Linked DNA regions of Sus scrofa: region 1 is linked to region 2. Evidence: chromatin contacts called from public promoter capture Hi-C data. All regions are on one chromosome and are shown on one strand. The core of a region is the stretch at or near the end of the contact, and the rest is flanking DNA. Distances in the headings are between cores, read along the strand shown. Region 1 holds the start of RNF38 (E3 ubiquitin-protein ligase RNF38). Region 2 holds the start of ARHGEF39 (Rho guanine nucleotide exchange factor 39).

The links. Promoter capture Hi-C pulls out the DNA fragments that hold promoters and counts their contacts.
Region 1: a contact with region 2 is called in a promoter capture Hi-C map of liver, with 3 times the contacts expected there. The contact joins the promoter of RNF38 here to the promoter of ARHGEF39 in region 2. A contact is called at or near these places in 1 of 5 promoter capture datasets (liver) and 1 of 2 datasets of contacts at active chromatin or transcription factors (alveolar macrophages).

The regions. Positions count from the first base shown.
Region 1 is chr1:237,235,281-237,242,085 of Sscrofa11.1, forward strand. It overlaps RNF38 (E3 ubiquitin-protein ligase RNF38), which reads right to left and starts at 5,031. Exons shown (of 13, transcript XM_013993658.2): 1 at 4,731-5,031. The coding sequence starts at 4,983.
Region 2 is chr1:236,385,097-236,391,981 of Sscrofa11.1, forward strand. ARHGEF39 (Rho guanine nucleotide exchange factor 39) reads right to left here and starts at 2,546. Exons shown (of 9, transcript NM_001195686.1): 1 at 2,371-2,546; 2 at 2,070-2,164; 3 at 1,679-1,799; 4 at 1,302-1,420; 5 at 652-722; 6 at 298-426; 7 at 1-134. The coding sequence starts at 2,508.

The DNA of each region.
Region 1 (6,805 bases), core at 3,781-6,280, 850 kb after region 2:
ACTCCCCCTTCCTCTTTCTCCAAGAAAAAAAATGAAACAGCAGGAAGCGTAAACAACCACTTAATGGAAAATACAAATGGGTAAATATTTTCAAAATTGGCTAAAAAGCCTCAGGTCTTAAGAAATTCAGGAATGCTAGTGTAGGGGGAAATAGGAAGAGAAAAATAACATTGTATTTCTTCCCAAAGTGAACCCTGTAAAAATGCAAGAGCAAATGTGGCGCAGAGCTAGTTTCTCTCCTTCACTTACTGGATGTTTTTGTCTTTTAAATGATTTCCCTCATTGTCTTTCCATAAATAATGTTATCTTTTTTTTTCAAATTGTTTATTCTGTACATATTTCTCCAGGCCCATAACAAATTTTACAAATTTGAGCTTAACTCTTTGGTTCAACTGAGCATGGTGATGAAAAGCCAGGGGTAGGTCTCTTCTCATGAAAAGTTCACATGGAGGAATTCTCTTGTGGCACAGCGGGTTAAGGATCCTACGTTATCATTGCAGGGCTCAGGTTTGATCCCTGGCCCAGCAACTCTCATGTACCACAGGTGTGGCCAAAAAAAAAAAAAAAGTTCACATAGAGGAAACTCTTTTGAAGCCCCAGGCCCAGCAGCAGCTAGTCCTCTTCACAGAACTCGTGCTGAGTATGCACGGGTACCAGCTGGACCAACAGTTCCAAAGCTGCAGGTCCATGCTCATTCACGGAACACCTTTGTGAGATTTGGAAAAGGTGCCCCATCTAAGGGGACAGAGTTCCACACAAGGTGTTCCTCTTGACAAGTGGAGCACAAGTGGATTTCCATTCCTACTCGATAGCCAAAACAAGTACCCTGCGCTAGGCACAAGCTTAAGAAACCTATACAACAGCCTTACAAAAGTGTACTTGGGGAGTTGCCGTTGTGGCTCAGTGGTTAACGAATCCGACTAGGAACCATGACTTCTTGGGTTCAATCCCTGGCCTTGCTCAGTGGGTTAAGGATCCGGCATTGCCGTGAGCTGTGGTGTAGGTTGCAGACGCAGCTCGGATCCCGAGTGGCTGTGGCGTAGGCTGGTGGCTACAGATCCGATTAGACCCCCTAGGCTGGGAACCTCCATATACTGCGGGAGCGGCCCTAGAAAAGGCAAAAAAAAAAAGACAAGAAAAAAAAAAGTGTACTTGGGATCACACTGCACCTCCAAAGTAGGTTTCCAGAAAGAACCTCACTGAAGACAAGCAGGCATCTCACACATATTACCAGAAATCTTCACGTTAACATAAATTCATTCATAAACATATTAGGACTAGAGCAAAAAGTCTAGCAGGAAAGGAAAACTAGCAAATTTTGGAGAAAAGAAACTCTTCCATCTAAAGGGATAATCAGTTGTTCCTAAAGCCCCTAATCTTTGACTACAGATTCAAATAACTGTATGTTCTAAGCTAAAACACTAAAAATCACTATCATCTGCAGAGAAAGGCAAGATCACATTCATTTACCTTTGGGGGTTTACCTCCTCACTTTGTAGTTTTTCTTCAGACACTTTCTGGCCCTATCCCAAATATAGAACCATATATAGTGACACATGTAGCTAAAGTTTGTGAAATCTGATAAATAACCCTGGTGGGTGGTGGGCCCCTAAGTGAAAAGAAGAGGAACAGACAACCTGGATTATGAAAGGCTTAATATTCAATGGCTTCTAAACCTATCATTCTTTTACGCCCTACAAAAGAAGAATCACATGGGTCCAAATTAGTCCCAGTCATGCAGGAGGGACAACAGAAGGCACCCCAGGGGCTAGGCTGGGCAAAGCTGAGAAGGAACACAGCCCTAAGGCAGGGCTTCTCAAACTTTATTGGGCATCAGAATCTACTGGGGAACTTGTTCAGAACCACATTTCTGGGGCCTTCCCTCTATCTGGCAGATCAGAATGTCCTGAAGAACTTATATTTTGACAAAGCTCAAACTGTTGACCTAGGTCCACTAGAAAGTTTGGAAAGACTGGGAAATTCTCCATGCCTATCAGCTGTTCCAAAATAAAAGTCATTCATCACAAAACTAGGCATCGCAGGTCAGAAAGGAGGGAGAAAAGGACCACCAGCCTATATGCCTAATAGGCTGTGCTGGGCTAGAGCCTGTAGGTAGTGTTTCATTATCATGGGAAAAAAACACTGTGGTCTGTAAACAAGACATTTCTTGCATGTGAGAAATATTTCAAACATCCGAAAAATATTTAAAATAATATAATGAATATCTCTGTACCCTACATCCAAAATAAGCAAATGTTAATTTGCAATTATTTGATTTAGATTTTTTTAATAGAATACTAGATATAACTAAAGCCCTCTCTGTACCCTGACCAATCCCATTCCTCATCTACTCTTCCCAGAGATAATCACTACTCTGAATCTGGTGTCAGTTGTTACTCTGCATGTTTTTATACCATTACTACGTATGTACACAGACAATATTATTTTGCATGTTTTCAGATTTTATGCAAGTGGAAACACTCTCTAATAATCCTTATTGCTTGCTCCCAACCCCAATCTTATGTTTATAAGATGCAACCATTTTAATACATGTGGCTATAGTTTATTTTTCAGTGCTGCAATATTCAATTGTGTGGGACCATCATAGGGGAAGACTTACTCTGTCTTCCCCTGTTGGTGGACATTTAAGAGGTAATGTACATTCTTATATTTCTTTTGCACTTATTTTCTTGGACAAGCATGCAAAGATTTCAGGGTGTTTGCCCAGAACTGGACACTTCAGGTAAATAGGTTTGTTTGCCCTCCTTCAACTAGGAATTACTATACTACCCTCCAAAGTGGCTGTATCCATTTACATTCCCACTAGCAGTATATAAAGGGTGATCTCCCCACAACCTAACACTTAGTTATCACAGCACTTAATTTTTGCCAATCTGATGAGTGTGAAATAACATCTCACTGATGTTTCAATTTCCATTTTCCTGATTTTAAGTCTTTGACAAGTAAATTTTCATGTTTTTATGTGTATCTGTCAAATATGTTTTTCTCAGTTTTTTTAAAAAAATTTAACCCATCTTGTGTGAATCCAGGCACTTTTTCCCAAAGAACCTTGCCAAGAGCCACCACAGCTGGAAAGCTGAGGTGCTAGGAGGGTAGCAAGAAGGAATCATCTTGGACAAAGGGCCCTAATTAATGCATTTACTAATTAGTCTTTCCCTTCCCTTTTTTGTCAAGTCTTACTTCCAAAAGACAATACTATAGGCCTACAACCTGAGAACAAGAAAGAAAATGGGGGTGGGGAGTATTAAAGCTAAAACATGTATTTAAAAAGAGTACCTATAACCGTCTTTACTCAAAGAAAATGAAGTGACTGCAGACCAATACCTATTACCAAGCTTGTAAGATACCATCCACTTCTTACAGACTCCTTTCAAGCTCATTACCTTTGGCTCCCTCTTTGAAACAGCCCAGTTTTTTCCTCTAGACTAGACACTGTCCCCCTCCCTTCGGCAACCCTTTCATCTCCCTTCCCCCACAATGACTAAATAACCTCTCCGTTCCCCCATTCTACAGCTTCTGTCTTCTAGCTCCACAGGACTTTCACTGCCCACAACACTGCTCTTTCTCTGTTGCCTCTAGAACCCCAAGTCCCTTTCCTAGATGCTTCCACAGTTAAAAAAAATAAAAATAAATTAAAAAAAAAAAAACCCACTCGAAAGAAAACGGGAATCCCATGCCGTACATGGCCCTGTTCCATGCCAGGCTGGAGGGTGTCCCAATCTCTCACTTCCTTCCCTCTTCAAGCCTGGGATAGCTGTTCTTTCTCTGGGGGTTCCCCAAGTGGGACAGGTCCAGACCACCTGGGGAAACCTCATTTGGGCTTTCTGGGGCAGAAAGGCCCTTACAAGCGCCAAACATACACTTGTTTGGCGCCTGAACGAAACTCGGGCCATTTCGTGAAAAAGACACCTTATGGATCTTACGGGTATCTTCACAAAAGCGGGCAGGCCTGCCTCCTATTAATTCCAGCTGGATTAGTTTAGTCCGTGCAGGGGTGGGGAAGGTGGCCTGACAAGAGACCAAATGGTCCTTGAGATAAGAAGTTTCCGAAGCTCTGACCCACTCACTCAAGAAAGCTCTCGTCCCGGAGTACAACCTCACAGGCGTCTCTCCCCCTGCTGCTCCCCAAGACGGCTCCCCAGGACGCCACCAAGCCCCAAGGTAGCCCCCGCTCCTTGGTCCCAGCCTACAACAGATCCTTCCTCCTAAACCAGCCCAGAAAGGGCTGGGTGGGCGTGCCTGGAATCCGGGCCTAGCGCCCCCTCCTCCGCGATCAATCTCTTTCGCTTCTCCGGGGACGGGGGCTCTTCCTCCTCTCAGCGCTCCCTGCTCGGGGCCCACGCGGGCCCAGAGTGGTCCTGGGTCCCAGCCAGGCTACGACTCTTGCCGGCTATGTGACCTTGGGCAAGTCACTTCCCCCAGTAACCCTCAGTTTCCTCCTCCGCCCGGCGGAGCCCTAAAGAGGTCCTGCCCTGCCCACCCTAGGGGAGGGGGTTCCCCACTGGGTGAGAAAACGCTTTGTGAGCTGCTCGGCGCTGCGGGGACGCAGGGCTCCCGGGGGCTTCCGAGCAGTACAAACCTGACCCGGACAACGCTCCACCCTCACCGCGGGGCCGGGCGGCTGGACCACACGCCTCTGCCCCCCCGCCCCGGCCACCCCGGGACCAACCCACGCCCCTCCCCGCCTGGCCCTCTCCTGCACCCCGTACCTGTTCCCGGCGCTCGGCCGCAGGCGCCGCCACCCTGGGCGCCAGCCCGGAGAGGCCCGTGGCCCAGAGGGCTGAGGCGGCCGGCGGCGGCGGGCTCGGGCCGGGGCGGCGGCGGTGGGGGTCGCGGGCGGCGCGGGGGCCCGAGCTCCGCGGGGCCCGGCCTGGGAGACGACGACTGAGGCTGGAAGTGCGCGGCAGCCGCAGCTCCTGAGGCGGCGGCGGCGGCGACCGCGGCGGCGGCGCTTCCGCTCATGGCGGGGCCGCGGGCAGCGGCTCCGGCTACGACTCGACTCCGGCGCGGCGGGCGCTGGCTGGGCCCTGGCCGGCAGCGGCGGTGGCGGCGGCAGCGACGGAGGCGGCTCCCAGAGGGGGAGGAGGCGGAGCCGGGAAGCGGCGGCGGCGGCGGAGGGGGCGGGGACGCTGAGGGGGCGGGGACGCAGCGCCGCTGCCGCCAATGGGCAGACGGCTGCTCTGTTGGCCGCGGCTCCCGAGCTGGGCGGGCGGCGCCGTGGGGCATCTTCTGTAGCTGCTGCTGGTTGAGGCGGGGAGGCTGAGGGCCGCCCGCAGGGAGAGACCAGCTCCTGGGGCTGCTCCGCCCCCGGTCCGCCCCCGGGGCGCGGCCGCGGGCCTCCCGGGCCAGGCCTTGTGCGACCCAGGCCCAGCTGCGCCTGAGGCTGCACTGCCTCCGGCGCCAAGATTGGCGCCCGCGAATTTGCCGGCGGCTTGGCTCGGGTGGCTGCTGCCCGCCAGCGCGCCGGCCCACCGGCTCCCATTCCACGGGTTGTGCCGCCTCCTTCCTCCACCTCTCCCCATGCTAGAGCCACAGCTTCCTCTCCTCTCCCTCCCTTGGCTGTTTCCTCAAAGTTTTTCCTTTTCAGACATTTAGGATAGAAAGTCTCCCTTCCCTTCTTGGGTTATGTCTTAGTGATAAATCTAGCCCCACGGACCCAGAGAGAAAAGCAGAAGCAGAAACGAGAGATGGAGATGCTCTGCCTTCTCTGAGTCTAGTGATCCATTTTGAATTATGAACAGAAGCCAGCCAGGCTCAGCCCTGGCCCCTCGCCCCTTTCTCCGACTTTCTCTTCCTCTTTCTTGCTTTAAACGCCCTTGTTGCTAAAAGACTTACAGGAAACCATCCAACCCAGCTGGGCTCAGTCTCAAAAGAGGGAGAGGCTGTGAGGTGCGGAAAGGCTTTTGAGTTGTGCTGACAGTCTTTCTCTGAGAGAAGAATTCTGCAGATTCATGACCCCCTTGCACCCTCCTCTCCTTGGTTGTGCTGTTAGTTACTGAACCCGTTTTCCTTTTATGTTTCTCTGACTCTTATATCAAAGCCATAGAGGAGCAAAATAAACTCAATCATGTGCTGGGAGTGCCTCTAAGTACAGCCATGTGGGTGAGAGTGCAGCTAAACTGCTGAATAGATCATTTCCATAAAGTATTATCCTCAGCCTTTCCCCACATGCGGCCACCAACTGGGGACTGAGCACAGAGAGAGCCAGCTACAAGTAGAGGAGGCCCCATGAAAGAAGTGTGGATGAATCTTTGGCAACAGACATTTCAAATTCCATCTTGACACTTAACCAGGTGTGTGATTTTTTTATTTTCATTGACGTGTCATGACCAATGCTAGCCACTAGGGATTTAAGGATAAAGTCCAGTACCTGAAAATCTTTGCAATCTCCTTGGAGGCTAGTGAGATACATTTTTAGAAGTTAAGAACTTAAGAATGAGCAGGAGTTTACCAGGTGGAGGAGATGGTGGGAAAGTGGACTGGGAAGACGTTTAGATTATAATTGTCAGAGTTCCCCTTGTAGCTCAGCAGGTTAAGGACCCAACGTCGTCTCTGTGAGTCCTGGCCTCGTTCAGTAGGTTAAGGATCCCACGTTTCCTCAAGCTGCAGCATAGCCCACAGATGCAGCTTGGATATGGTATTTCTGTGGCTGTGGTGTCTGCCTCAGCTGTAGCTCCAATATGACTCGTAGCCCTTCTATACCCACAGTTATGGCTGTAAAAATATAAAGAAAATAAAAATTAAAAGATTCCTAGTTGACCAAGGGACCCAGTATTTCCTGACT
Region 2 (6,885 bases), core at 1,296-3,795:
ACTCTGCAGCAGGTGCAATGGAGGTCGAGGTTTGGCCATGAGGAGCGCGTCAGAGAAAAGGAAGAACATTCGGGGCCGAGGCTTCCCCTGGGGAGGCACCACCAACAGCCAGCCCTGGCGTAGGAACCAGCGACCTAGGGGACAGGAGAGCTGTTATCCTGGTACAGCTCCAGGACCATGATCCACAGAACAGAAGGAAAGGGAGGCTGAGGAGACAGAGGGTACGTGCTGGTGGTGGAGACGAAAAGAGATCAGAAAAGGGCAGTTGGAGGAGTGAGGGGGAAGCCTGCAGATGACCTGAGGTAAGCCCCTTTGCCTGCCGTCCACTAAGCAGAGCCTGGACACGCTGGAGGTGCTGGTCATTCTTCTGTTTCTGACCAATGGTGTGGACTCTCTGGGCAGTCTCACTTATCAGCCGGGCTGCCCCTGGAATGACATCCCACGCCCAGCTCTCAGCACAGCTTTGATTTGGGGTGACCAGTGATGGTGAAAGGCCGTTCCAGAGGGGACCAGGGTCAGAGTCTGACTTCTTGAAGGGTAGGTAAACATGTCTTTGGATGCCAGGGACATATCAGACATTGGAGGGCAGAGCCAGAAAGGGGTACAGGAGAAGCAGTCCCCAAGGACCGCTGCAGAGGACCAAGAACATACTTGCCAGCTGTTCCTGGTCAGGGCTGTTGGGGCCTGTGTTTTCAGCCAAAGCAACAGCAAGATTCTCATACCTGGAATTAGACAGTTGGAAGTCTCTGAGGGGAAGTTGCGCTGACACACAAATCACGCCCTACACATATGTCAGTTGCAAGGCCAGGAAAGATCTGCTTGTGGCTGTTTTATCCCCCTCTCGTCTGGGACTCAGAACTTGGGTTTATACCACACGGCCCTCATCTTTTCCCACACTGAAGAGTCTAGGGCAGGTTGATCATAATTCAGGAGGCCAGATCCCAAGGTGAAAGTTTATCAACCCAAGGAGGATGCTGCAGACAACCTGACTATAAGTTCTTAACTTGTACTCAGGACAGAAATTCCAAGCCAGGTAAGCCCTTCATCTCCGGAAGCCCTGTTGCTAGCCTTAGTATAAGGCCTTTACCTCAATGTAAGTTCCACAGTCCCAGCTATGGGCCTGAGGCTGCAGAGCCCAGATACTCCAGTGAGTTCACATTTACTCTTGCAAAAGGTTTTTAGGAGCTGTTTGTCCAGGAGAGACACAGTGGGATGATCCCATGGAATCCCACAAAACTGAGAGCAGCAGTCATGCAGACACAGAAAAGAGGAGTTGGTTGAGTAAGGTTGAGTGGACTCACTGCTGGAGCCTTTGCAGAGGCAGAGGGAGCAGGTCCTGGAGCTGAAGACCCCCAAACTCAGGACGACCTTCCTGAAGTCGCACAAACCTCCGGAAACGTCTGTTCTTCTTTAGTTGCTCCTGGCGTGATGGGGAAAGGGTTGGCAGCAAGGAGAGAAGCCATTCCTTATACTGGATTCTTCCATGTACACATCCCCAGCCCTCAGGAAGCTGTGTGCTTCAGAGAGAACCCTGTCTCCCTACAGGGAACTTAGCACAGGGTGGTGGGGCACCCACAGGGCTCTATAAATGCAGGAACAGTATGAATGGAGTTTGGGTCTCCAGATTTAGAGGAAATGTACAGAGGAAGAGGGGAAGGATGTGAGATCTTCAGGTTACCTGCAGGGTGGTCCAGGACCTCTCAGCGTTGGCAGCAAATTGGGTGTAGAGCTCCAGGTGGGGACAGAAGTCCTCCAGCCCCTGTCCCCAGCGCCCTCCTTCAAGGTGGAGAAGCAGCTCTCTGCGTGGGTCAGGACAATGAAAGAGCAGCCCAAGAACTACCGAAGCACCACCTCTCTTAATCCTCATTAACCCTGCCCCAGAGGTAGTGCTATTATCCCGTTTTATAGGTGGAGAACTGGGGCAGGTTAAGGCACTGGGCCAAAACCACAGGGGAGAAAACTGGCAGACGTTGAATGTGGACCTGGGTTTCTCCGACTCTTGAATTCCGTGCAGCTACCAGAGGCCAGGGTTCCCCCTCCTTCTCTATCCCCACGCCCCATCTACTCACTGGCTGGCGCGGTAAATGAGCTCCCAGGGCCCAAACAGGGCCTGGCGCTCTGGTGGTCGCAAGGTGCCCTTGGCTCTCAGAATCCCCACAAAGTACTGCGGGAGGAGAGAATACAATACCGGTATGTAGTGCGCAGAGGAGGCTAAAGCCGAGGTGCCGCTAGGAAGTGTACAAGTCCGCCCGAGAGCCTTATGTGCAGGCGGATGGGCCAGGGCCCACCATACCCCTGGTCACCGACCTCGCAGAGACCCTGCCACACCCTCCGGTCCCCGCCCCCTACGGGAGGGTGCCCGGCCCGCACCGTGGCCACCAGCCCCAGCTGTTCCTGGTAGCGCCGCTCAGTCTCCAGCAGTTCCCGGGCAGTGCAGGCGCGTTTCCGCTCCCAGCGGGCACGCTGCTCTTGCACCGGGCACCGTGCGCTGGGACCCGGGATCTCCATGCCGGACTGAGGGATCGACGTTTCCTCCCGCAGCCCGCCGGAGATTCGAATCCCAACGGCTTCGGGGGCGGGGCCGGAGGGGGGAGCGCGCCCCCTGGCGCCTGGAGGCTGTGCGCGTTGAACCTCATCAGGTCTCTTCCTTAGGGCTTGACCCACCACCAGGGCGGCGCTGTAGGTGCGCGCCTGGGCAGGGCAGACTGGAGCAAGTGGGTGGTCGTCTTCTGAGTGGTACTAAGTTGGGGCAATAGCCTGGACTCTGAGTCAGGAGACTTAGAGGTTTAGACACTGGCAGGGCCGCAGTGTTCCACCCGTAGAATTGAGGAGGGGACGATAGTTAGGCTATGTGTTCTGTTCTGGGCCTATGCCAAACTCTAGGATCCAGTCCCCAGTGCTTTCACTACTAGGAACCCTCACGGGTCACCAGGTTTTTAATATTTTGGCCCCCGAAGAAGAACTGATGTTTTCTCCTTTCATACTGATCCAAAACCTGGTAGCCACTTAGCTTCTAGTTGGCAAATGTCAATAACTAACTTGGTGGTTGAGAACTGCTCTAATTCTGGCCAAAGACAAAAGCTTGGAGTTGATTAATCTGTGTTACCTAGTCAGAGATAAAATGTACCAGATTTTTCTTAGGTCTTTTCGAAAACTGGCAGTAGTGCTGGAGGTAAATGAACAGTGCCATTTTTGTCAGTATGTATATCTTAAAATGTGCCTACTCTCATGACCCAGAAATTCCACTTCTAGGAATGCATCCTAAAAAATTAGATCTATGGACAAAAACATATATATTAGGATGGGAGGCAAAATGTTGTTTGTAACAGAAAACTGGAAATCACCTTAATGCCCACTGGTAGAGAATTGGCTAGGAAAATTATAGTACAGCCATTTGAAGGAATAATATGAAAGTATTAAAGATGATGTAAAAAAAGCTATCAAAATGGAGAAAACGTAGTATATTACCTAGAGAAAAAAAAGCAGGCCACAAAGATGTTTGCACAATATGATCTTATTTAGGTAAAAGAAATATACGACTGGAAGGATAAACAATCAAAAACTAATTGTGGTTTTTATCTCTGGGTGATGGGATCAAAGATAATTCATTCAGCAGATATTTACCAAGCACCTAATCTGTGCCAGGCACTAGATCACTGAGGTTAAAGGGGTAAATAGGATAAATAGGGTGATTTTTAAATTCCCTTAGACTTTTATGCTTTTCCTTAGTTTTCTGCTTGAGCATACACGCATTACTTTGTAATCAGAAAAAAACTGCTATTAAACCCAAAATATTAGATAGAAACTTTCGACCCCATTCCTACCACTGTAGACGCCTATGAATCTGGGCCCCAAGCCAAGAACCAGGGTATTATCATGGTTCTGAGGTCCCTTCTAGTTCACTGACATTCTCAGAATTCTGAGGAAGGAGAAATGCTGGACTTCGATTAGGGAAAAACAATTTGAAGGGCTTGATGGAGGAAAAAGAGAGTTGGGGGGGTCAGACTGTACCTTGGATGGGTCAGAAGGAAGCTGGTGATACCATGTAGGTGAAGGACTGGTTACACTGTCTCAGGTGAATGTGGGACAGACCACACTAAGAGCTCAAGGGTGGAAGAGGACAGATAATCCCATGATGGCTGATAGCACCATGAGCCCCTAACGGGCGGGCGTAGTCCAGATAAGAGGTCATGGAAGTGTGAGCTAGGCTGAAAAATGTGTATGAAAAGCTTAGAAGGTAGAATCCACAGGGCTATAGGGCTTAATGACTAAATGTCGAGGTGAAGGAAAAGATGAAAGAAAAGATGGCACCGATTTCTGGCTTAGGCCACTGGTTGGAGGGTGGGTAGAAGAGGTTTTGGGGACAGATGAATTTGGCTTGAGGCCTGTTAAATTTGAGATGTTTGTGGAGTTCCTGTTGTGGCTCAGCAAGTTATGAACCTGACTAGTATCCATGAGGATGCAGGTTGGATCCCTGGCCTTGCTCAGTGGGTTAAGGATCCAGCATTGCCACTGGTGCTGCAAACAACAAAAAAAAGAGGGATGTGGGCAGAAGGCATGAGGGGCTCTAACACAAGCTCATTATGTCTCATCCTGTGCATGCACTTCAGTTCCAAAACGGCTGATAGTATGGTAGGCTGAATGGTGACTCCCCTAAAGATTGGTCCATGTTCTAACCTCTAGAACCTGTGAATGTGGCCTTATTTGGAAAAAGGTCTTTGTAGATGTAGTTAAATTATGAATCTTAAAATCACCCTGGATTATTGTGGCGGGCCCTAAATCCAATGATAAGTGTTCCTATAAGAGACATCTAGTAGAGCAACACAGAGACAAGAGAAGTTGGAAGCAGACATTGAAGTTATGCAGCCACAAGCCAAGGAATGCTTGGAGCCCCCAGAAACTGGAAGAGTTCTCACAAGGGGCGTTCAGAAGGAGCAGGGCCCTGCCAACACCTTGATTTCAGACGTTTAGCCTCCAGAACTATGAGAGAATAAAATTCTGTTGTTTTAAACCACCCAGTTTGTGGCAATTTTTTATAGCAGCCTAGGAGAGTAATACAGATGGTGAGGTGGGCCATAACTACAAGTCAGCCCCCAAGGCCCCAGAAGGGCCGTGAGCTATCTTTGCTACCAATCCATGTCTGAAGAGTAGGGGGCTTTTTCTCCTCCTACGTTACCAGCAAATAACTCCCGCCTCTGCAACCCTGGGATAAAGCAGAGGCATGTCCCTCAATGTCTTAAGACACAGTCTCTAATGAACAAAGACTGCCTTAAACAACCCAGAGAGGTCGTGTGCCAGGCCAAGGTGGAGCGGGGGAGGGTGTCTTAGTCAATTAGTCCTGAGTACACTCTGTCCCAACCTGGGGAGGTTCAGGAAACAAGACTCTGGGAACTCAAACCTGTTTTAGGGTTTGGCAGACTCCCAGTTGCAAAGGCACGATCCAGGGTCATAGTCTACATTCCCCACCCAGACCAGAGACATAGGCACACACAGAGACAGAGAGTTCAAGAAAGAGACAGCACCATGGAGAATGGCACTTAGCAAATGAGGGAGCTGTAACACAGCCCTGCACCTGGATGCAGATCTGGATTCTGACATGCTGAGAGAAAGCAGCAGAGATAGAGGGGAGACGTGTGGATTCACAGAAATGCCGTGGAGAAGTGTACAAGGAAATCCCGACAGAGATCTAAAAAGGGAAAAGAAGGAAACATTCAGAACTTTTGGAAAAAGGGAATGTGAAATAAAACTAAGATTGGGAGTTCCCGTCATGGTGCAGCAGAAACGAATCCAACTAGGAACCATGAGGTTGCCGGTTCAATCCCTGGCCTTGCTCCGTGGGTTAAGGATCTGGTTTTGCCGTGAGCTGTGGTGTAGGTCACAGACGCAGCTTGGATCCTGCATTGCTGTGGCTGTGGTATAGACCTGCAGCTATAGCTCCAATTCAACCCCTAGCCTGGGACCCTCCATATGCTGTGAGTGCAGCCCTAAAAAGCAAAGGGAAAAAAACCAAAAAACAAAAACTTAAGATTGATGTTAGATAAAGATGTAGACATAGAGACGCCAGACTTCAGTTAGCATGGTGTTTCTGTCCTTTGTGCTTCCCAGGACCTCTTCCACCCCAACCAGATCAGTCATTAGCACATTCTGTCTTGTCTAGGCCAGTCTACTTCAGATATTACCATGTACCTTCCATGCATCAGGGTCCAACCAAGGTTCTAAGAACACAGCTGACCAAGGCAATGAGCTGACCATCCGGGGTGCACACTGGATCAGATTGCCATGGATGGCTCTTATTAGGCCCCAGAAATAGCCACCTAGATCATTTGGCTAACTACCTCCTAAGATGACTGCATGGAGCACAGCTGTTGTTCAGCCATACAAGTTTTGGCACACAGTATGACAGTCACTCTGACAAGGCAGACAGTTTGGGATGCTGTGGAAAGATGATGTCCTGCTCTTGGAATAATTGTGGTTCGACACACAAAGCCCATTGATGGTGAGCTCCCTGAGGGCAAGAAGGCATCTTAGTCAATTTGTTTTTTTTCTCAGACCCTAGCAAGGTGATCTCAGAGAGAAAAATGATCAAGAAAAGACTGCTGAATAAAAGACTGAACCAATCAAATACTGGACCCTGCCCTTTTGGAGCTCAAGGCTATTAGAGCAGATAAAATGTCATAAATCACCTTAATATAAATTAGATCATAGGCAAGGTTATTAGTAAGGGCAGGCAAAGGACTGTGGTGGTCCAGCAGCACCAGAAATCTCTTCTTATGGTGTAGAGTTAGTTGGTCAAGTAAGACTTCCTGGAGGAGGTGGCCTTTGAGTAACAGAAGGGATTTAGATAAAGACAGTAAAACTATTTAACATAGTGGTGGGTGCACAGGT